Regions from separate parts of the Gossypium hirsutum genome. Here region 2 is linked to region 1. Evidence: chromatin contacts called from public Hi-C data. All regions are on one chromosome and are shown on one strand. Each heading gives the region's core, a stretch centred on a gene start, on an enhancer-like site or on the middle of the called end of the contact. The rest is flanking DNA. Distances are from core to core; before and after follow the strand shown.

The links. Hi-C and Micro-C count contacts between places; a contact is called where the count stands out from the background.
Region 2: a Hi-C map of leaf shows a contact between it and region 1, with 3 times the contacts expected there. The contact joins two enhancer-like sites. A contact is called at or near these places in 9 of 34 Hi-C or Micro-C datasets (callus, fibers, hypocotyl and 2 more).

What each region holds. Positions count from the first base shown.
Region 1 is chrD03:5,161,253-5,165,119 of Gossypium_hirsutum_v2.1, reverse strand. No RefSeq gene overlaps it. Among protein-coding and RNA genes, the nearest start is that of LOC107950428, 13 kb to the right of the region's middle. Within about 2 kb of position 1,754, at least 4 of the 9 cell types and tissues checked have an H3K27ac peak or open chromatin away from gene starts, as enhancers often do. A contact at or near this core is called in fibers and leaf, where this site is marked.
Region 2 is chrD03:5,198,531-5,202,945 of Gossypium_hirsutum_v2.1, reverse strand. No RefSeq gene overlaps it. Among protein-coding and RNA genes, the nearest start is that of LOC121215772, 20 kb to the right of the region's middle. Within about 2 kb of position 1,980, at least 4 of the 9 cell types and tissues checked have an H3K27ac peak or open chromatin away from gene starts, as enhancers often do. A contact at or near this core is called in fibers and leaf, where this site is marked.

The DNA.
Region 1 (3,867 bases), core at 505-3,004:
ACTTTTGTCCATTTTGGGTCAGTTATACGTGCCATGTACATAGGTGACATTGTGTATATATATGTTGTTTTTAGGCTTGTTGCTTTGGTCTCTATATTTGATTTGATATTTGGATGAATGTAAACTATATGCATGAAAGTGTGTGGTTGATGCTTTGATCATGTTATATTTGATGGGTTGAATGGTATTTTGACGTGGAAATGGTATGATGAATATGAATGTGTTAAATGAAAATGGGTACTTATAGATTATTTTACCTATTTTGGCATGAATTGAAATAGTACTTTGAATTGATTATGTGAGGTGTCATTGAATGGCATATTGGTTTAAATGTTTATAAGAATGATGTATGGTATGTGTTGACATGATTATTGATTGTTTTGAGCAGGTTTAATTCATGTTATATGCTTAAAGTTGATGTCTTGTAAGGTTGGGTTGAAACATATACAAAATGACTTATTTTTGCACTACACGGTCGTGTGTTAGATACGAGCTGGTGGCACGACCATGTGATTTTTTGGTAAAAATGAACATTTAGGGTCACACAGCTCCCGTTTGTTACACAGGCCAGCCACACAATCGTGTGACTATTGGAGGACATGGCCGTTTTTATGCCACACGGCTTAGACAAAAGGTTATGTGTCTCCTGTTTTTCATAAATGTCCTTATATTTTTAAAATATTGCAATTTGATCCTTGTTTGTTCTCGGGACAACTTTAGAGCTCACGTAATCTTGTATAAGACTCGAACAAAATTTTAAATTGTATTAAATGGTTAAAGTTATTGAATTTTGACTGTTAATTGTTTATAATTGTTCCATTTTGTACTGTAGCATCCTATAACTCGATCCCGACGACGGGGACAGGTAAGGAGTGTTACACGAACATTTAGCAAAGTTGATTTATCATATCTACAAATTAATTATTATATATATTTAATCGATGAATTTAAATAATAAAATGTACATATTAAAATTAAAATATATAAAAATGTTTTATTTTTAATCCGAGATGTTATTAGACATACCTAAAGAATAATTATCCCAAACCATGATTTATAGAAATTTGTTAATAAAATAAATGTCGCAAGAAATCTTTAGTTATATATTAAATAATCGATTATTATTCTCCATACGCTTAGAAATTCATCGAAATAATTATAGTTATTAACTATTAATTCAATATAAATTATAAATAAAAAAACTAAAGACACTATTTTCTCAAAAAAAAATCTATAAAATTAATAAATGTATTAAAAAGACTCGAAATGATGAAGTTGTTGAAAAATGAAGTGTTAAAATTAAATGTACAAAGAGAGAGAGAGGGGGTATAAGGGTAAATGCAAAGCGAAGCTGGGCTAGGCCCATGGGTGACAACGGGAAAACATTGTTTATTCAGAAAGGGTATCTTTTAGGTGGGTCCTATAACAGAAATTAGACTGTTTTGTGGGCCCCTAACCCCCAAGGAGCCCGGACAATTGGGCCCCATTGGTAGCAACACCTGACAGCCCCTTTCCGCCTCGATATTTTCAACTCCACCGCATTAGAACAGCGCGTGCACTCCAATCTAATTTATCTGACCACAAATGTAACAAAACAAATAATAACAAAATATGTAGTTTCCTCATAAATTCCTATATTTTAAAAAAATTCAATTTCATTCAAAGAAAAATGAAAATACATAAGGAGAGGTTCATTTCAGGCAAAAAGGGTTGATAAGTAAAGCCAAAGAGAGGCGCGTGAGAGAGGTAGGGGAGAAATAAGCTATCACATGGTTGGTGGGAAGTAGATCCCACCCTCCACAATGTGCCACACGTCTCATGTCACATCAAACCAAAAAAAAATATCACAATCCCATAAATTTAATTTTTATTAATTAAATAAACTGCCCTTTGGATCCACCCAACCAATTGTTTTATTTTTCTCTTTCTTATGGACTCGGAAACTCGGCGGGTGTGTTTTTTTTCTCTCCATCCAAACCACCTCTTGTTCTACAATCTTGTTTGTACGTCAAAATATTGAAATTTTTTTACTCATAAAATCTCCATTTTGGTAAAATATTTAGGGTTCATTGTATATATATTGTGTAATTAAAAATTAATATATATGCTAATATTATATAAAAATTAAATGTGATTTTGATTGAAAACATGAGATTTAATTCAAAATAAATAAATTTATATCAAAAGCAAAACCAAAGACTCATCAATTAATGTGTTTTAAATATGAAACTAGTAGGTTTTTTTGCTTTATAATTTGGAAATTTTGTGTAATTAATTTAACATTTTTTTTATTTTAACATTAATTTTATTATAACTTCTTATTATATATGTTATTTTTTATATAATACCTAGAATTATTTATAGTTCCTCTCTAATTCTTAAATAGTAGGATAATGAACTTAAACGACCTCCTGCATTGACAACAATGACTATATCAATCAAACTAAGACCCAATCAACTTTTTGATTTAATTCTTAATTTCATCTTCTCATTCTACGAAAATATAGAAGTTTGCCTCTTAATTTTGATTGGTCAAAATTTAGTTTTCGTGATTTATAATAACTGAATTTTTTCTACTTGGTTATGGTAAATACATGAACTTAAACGGTAGGTTTTTATTAATGTGTTGTCTATAAATTATGTAATACTTATTTTTATTAATATCAATGATGTTAAATAAAATGTACGAATAAATATTAAATTTATACATGAATTTTGTTTCAATGTGTAATTTAATACATAAATTTTGATTTCACGAAATCATACACACACGAGACTTAAATTGTAATTCATATGTATAAATGAAACTTTTATTTTGATTGAATTATATACATTTAAAGAATATATAGTTATTAATGTATAATTATATTAATTTAATGAATTTTTAAAAATTAAATTAAAATATATTTTTATATATTGTGAAATGGGTGAGTGACCTTTTGAGTCAGCCACTGGGAGTGGGACCCTCTCTGTTTTTAAGTTACACTCACACACACGTAAACTGTTTGGTTTCCCATTTTGATTAATTTATTAATTAATTATGAATAATAGGCAGTGCACAGATCCCTATAAAAGCATCTTACTCCTTGAATTTTGTGCCCCACCCTTCACTTTTGTTTGTTTGGGTTTTGGGGTTCATTTTTATTACCTTTCCCCACCAAGCCAAGCCAAGCCGAGCCTACCCCAGCCTAACTCTCCTTTAACTTTTTTTTATTTTTCCCCTTTTCTTTTTAAATTTAAGAATCAACTTGTTTTTTTTTCTTTCGAAACATATCTACTCTTTTTCACACAATATTTGGAGCTACCCATAACTTCTCCTCAACCTATAAATGAAATAATAATGCGCTTTAACACACTCGAATTCATGTCCTATTACATTAACAACGATGCTCATATTCAAAGATTTAGAATATTTATTATTTAAATTTTCTTTACTTTTTTAAATAGGGATTTAAATTTGAATGTTTAAATCCATTTTTCTTTATTTTGGATTTATTTTATTTAAAAAATATACTTTTATAAATAATTAGTTAATTTAAATTTAGACGATAATATTTAGATTTAATGCAAATAATAAATAAACGAGATTAGTGACTATCTAATTGGCTACCTTCTATATTTCTTCACCTTTTTATGCAAGGCTGAAGTGGATCCTACAATGCCCTGGGCCAGATTATGGTCCTATGTCCAAATCTGAATAGTTCAGTCCAATTTGGTGGTCTATTTTTATTGTTGATTATTATAAAACATTTGAAATGTATTCAATATTCTTAATCTAACATATTTATTTAATTTTTATAATTATATTTTATTTTTTACCTACTCAATATGTGTTATTATTAACTTCTAATATTAAATTTTTATTTT
Region 2 (4,415 bases), core at 731-3,230, 38 kb before region 1:
GAACATTTCACATCGCCATTAAAAGTAAAAATCATATTAAATTCCTTGGAGTTTTTTGTAATTTATTACTAACAATTTTTTTTTATAATTTTTTTATAATTTCTAACATTTTATTATTTATGGTATTTATTTATAATTTTCTGTAATTTGTTATTAATTTTTATAATTTTATTTAGTTTTTGAATAATCTTAACAATTATTTAAATATTTTAATAATTTTTATTTTATATTTTTAATAAGTATACATTCTTTTTTATATTTTAAAATATTTGCCATTTTAGCATATTAATATGAAAATATGGAAGTTAAATGAATTAGTTATTACGTTGAGTTGCGACTTAGAGGAACAACTTAAAATTAAAATAGTAAACAATAAATACAAGGAATTGTTTATGTAATTCGGATCCAATCAGTAGTAGTTGATTTCACAGTGCAATAGATGATTTAAATTTAACCTCATTCATGCTCGTTGCAATCTCTTTCCCATATAATCAGGGGCGAAGCTAGAAAATATTTTTGGGGAGCGAAATTAAATTATAATTTTTAATAGTCTATATCTTTATAAAAGTTAAAGGATTAAATCAAATTTTTATCATTTTTAGGGGGTCAAAGTGTAATTTTATCTTTACTAATTTTAAATTTTATGATTTTTAAAGGGCTTAAATGAATAATTTTTCATTTTAGGGGGTCGGGCCACTGCCAGCCCTCTAAACACGCCATTGCATACAATTACAATGAAAGAACTCTTCCTACTAAGACTTTCCCCAATAAAAATTTAGGGCTAGTTTAGCAATACTTTTGAAAGGTGCTGTGGAAAAGTGCTTTTGAGAAGTACTTTTAAAAAGTTTGGTTTAAAATTTGAGTGTTTAACATTGCTGTCAAAAAGTGCTTTTGAGAAATAAAATATTCATTTTAGACATGTTATTATCAAGTAACAAATATGCATTTAAATAATGTTGAAATTAGTTAATATTATTATATTTTAGTAAGAATATAAAAAAATTATTATAACTTGTTGTTAATATTTTAATATATGAAATATAAATTTTAAATATTTTTAAGTAATAAATATTAATTATTTGTAAAATTTAATTAGAGTATATAAACTATATTTTAAATAGTTAAATATAATTAATGATTTTAACACATTTGTAATTAAGACCTAATAAAAAAAAGAGAAAGTACTATGTTATCAGGGAGATGAAAAAGTAATTAAGCACCAAAAATATTTTTGAGAGAGGAAAAGCTAAAAAATTTAGCTTCTCCTTTTGAGGAGTGCTTTTCAATTTTAAAAAAACTAAAAATTTCAGGCAAAAATAATTTGTTTAGCATAGTTTTTCTTCCAAAAGTACTTTTTAAAAATACTTTTTTTAGTGCTAAAATGGTAAACCCACTTTAAATCTATAAGGATTGTACTCACGAAATGTTGTTGGGTTGAATCCAACTAGTATGATGAGAAAAAAAATCTAGAATTCCACGGAAGTAAACCACATGATCGTGTAACAATATAAAGATACCATGCATAATTCTTCTTTTAAGTAAATTTGATAATTAAGGAAAGATAATCGCACTTGCCTAAGTTTCTTTGTCAGTAAGTCTTCTTTTATTTATTTATTTTGCTCAATCAAGTATAATATTAAAAAGTCCAAAGCAGACCAACAAAAAAGAGACTGGCAAGACCTCCAAAAGTGCGAGGTGGAGATGAGTTAAAACCAAGCAAAGCACATTCCAAGTTTACCCAGTCCCAATTTGGCAAGTCCATCACCTAAGCCATTAGCCTCCCTTCGTGTATGAATGAAACTGACTATGAAACACATCAATGTCAAAAAATACCTTTCAGAACTTCCAAGGACTCTGAACAGGATTGAAAATACATTTAATAGAGTTCAAAGATTTAGTCCCAATAACAAGATGTGTATTGCCATTCCAAGGAGAAGAACAAAATAAATGTAGTGCCATCAGCAGGATTCAATGCCCATAAAACACACCCCAAGTCAACCCCTCGTGATCTCTCAGTACTCCCCCTACACCAGCATAAGTAGAACCTACCCTCCAAGCACCATCAACATTAAATTAAGCATTTCAACAGAAGCACTCCATTCCACCCTTCGATTTGTTACTAGTCGCCAAGTTAAAGATAAAATGAGGATTACACCACCACCGTTCCTCCTGTGCATCGATGTTAGGAAGAACTTTGACCCAATCCATAGACCTCAATTTGCACAAAAGAACAATCTCATCAACAGTCCAAACTTTACATTTAAAAACAGATTGATTGCGAGCAAGCTAAAGCGTCCAAATTAGCAAAGTTGCCCGAATAAGTCTTTTATAATGCTACAAAATTTGTTTAAAAGCTGCACAAAATTAGTCAAAAAAAGTGCCAACAAAAATAAACTAGTCTAACTACTATTACTAATATATATAAGTCTTAGTTGATGGTTCTTAGAGGCGCATTTTATATAATTAACTATTGGTGTTTGCGGTCACTAATCACTTTAATTAATTAATTTCCACATGAAATAAATTCAGAAGTGGATCCAAGTAATTTAAATTAGGGTAAATTATAAAAACAGCCTTTAAATTTATTTTCATCACTCAATTACTAATCTTTTCTGTTTAGTCACTTAATTTTTTGAAATTAAATATTTTAATCACTTTTTCGAGTAATAGAAAGCTGGCATAAACCCCTTTTTTTTATTAGCCTAATAGTAAATTTAACCCTTTAATGTTTACCCATTTTATCAATTTAATCTTAAATTTAAAAAATTACAAACTTAACCCTCAATATTTACAAAATTTATTATTTTAATTCTAATTCTAAAATTCAATAAATTTAACCTTTAATATAATCTAATAATGTAACGAAGTTTTTTAAACAGTGATGTGGTAAATTAAAAAGTAAGGAGAGCTTAGAGGCTTCTTTTATGTCTTAACCGACTTTTTTTCTTTTTATTTTTTAACCTTTTGAATTCTATATAATAATAAAAGTACAACAAAATTAAAAAAAAAAACAAGGGAAAAAATGCAACATCGTTATCACACACACAAAAATTTAAAATTTAAGCTAAAATATTTAAATAAATTAACCAATTAATACAAGATATGAAATGGTGTTGATTCCGTGACAAAATTAAACAACTTTACCAATAAAAAAAGGTATAAAATAATAATATTTCAATAGAAAAACAACAACAATTACATCATAATTCATACTTTCACCAGGAATTGCATCAAAGCATCTATAAAAGTATAGAACATAATGATCCTCGTGAAATGAATTGTATATAATTAATATAATAATTTAGTAATTCTTTTTCAAAAGAAAGAAAATTAATAATAAAAAAAAGGGGAACATCAACGGCCAAATTTGACCGGAGGTGGCGTAGAAGAAGGGTACAGCCATTGAAAGCGACACTAAATGGTCAACAGATTCGGAAAGTCGAACAAGACGTCGCCGTTCGCGACAAATTACTGTTCAGAAAATGACCGACAATGACACCAACCTTTCACCAATCTTCATTTTCACATGTAATATTATACGAAAACATGGATAAATTATGTAAAAATATTGATTTAAAAAAATAATTAAGTGATTAGGAGAGAGATTGGACGCCTTTTTATCCAATGGTCGAATTGTCAATGACCATAAAAAACGGTTAATTTTTTTATGTAAACCCAAATATTTTTCTCATTTTTTCATTCAAATCCAATTCTCTCAAGAATTTAGTTTTAAAATTTTAATTAAAATTCTTTTAACTTCTTCTTCATGTAATTCTATTTTTTTATTCGTTTTAATTTATTTTTTAAATGACAAATACTCTTATTCGTTTCGATGACTGCCACATTTTCGTGATTCAGCTGCAAATGGTAAGAAAATATTTTTAATTTTTATAATTTTATTTATGTTCATTATTAAGTTGTTAAAAAGATTAATTTTTTTGTTCTTTTTATAATCAAGCCGAAGATTGGATTTTGGAGACATTTATACACAATCTATCTACGAGGTCATCACATATGATTGAACCTTATTTGGAAGTGGCGCGATTCTTGCATGTGTCTCTTATGCTCAAGGCTGTAAATTGGACCCCCCACACTTATTAGCGTATTGGTGGAAAGATGGAGACCCAAGGCACACACATTTCATCCTCCATGCGATGAGTGCGCAATCACACTCGAGGACGTTCAATTACAGCTCGGTTTACCAATGGATGAGTCAGTCATTACAGGATCAGTGGTCGTTGACAATTGGAGCGACATTTGCAAGCAACTATTAAGCAATGTTGCAAGAAAATTTCCAAAATTTCCACGGGAGTTCGAGTCCACTTAAAAGAGAATAACACGCCCAAACATACATCCTAAGGTTAATCAGAGGTGTTTTAATGCTCAATAAATCTCGAACTCTTTTACATTTAAGG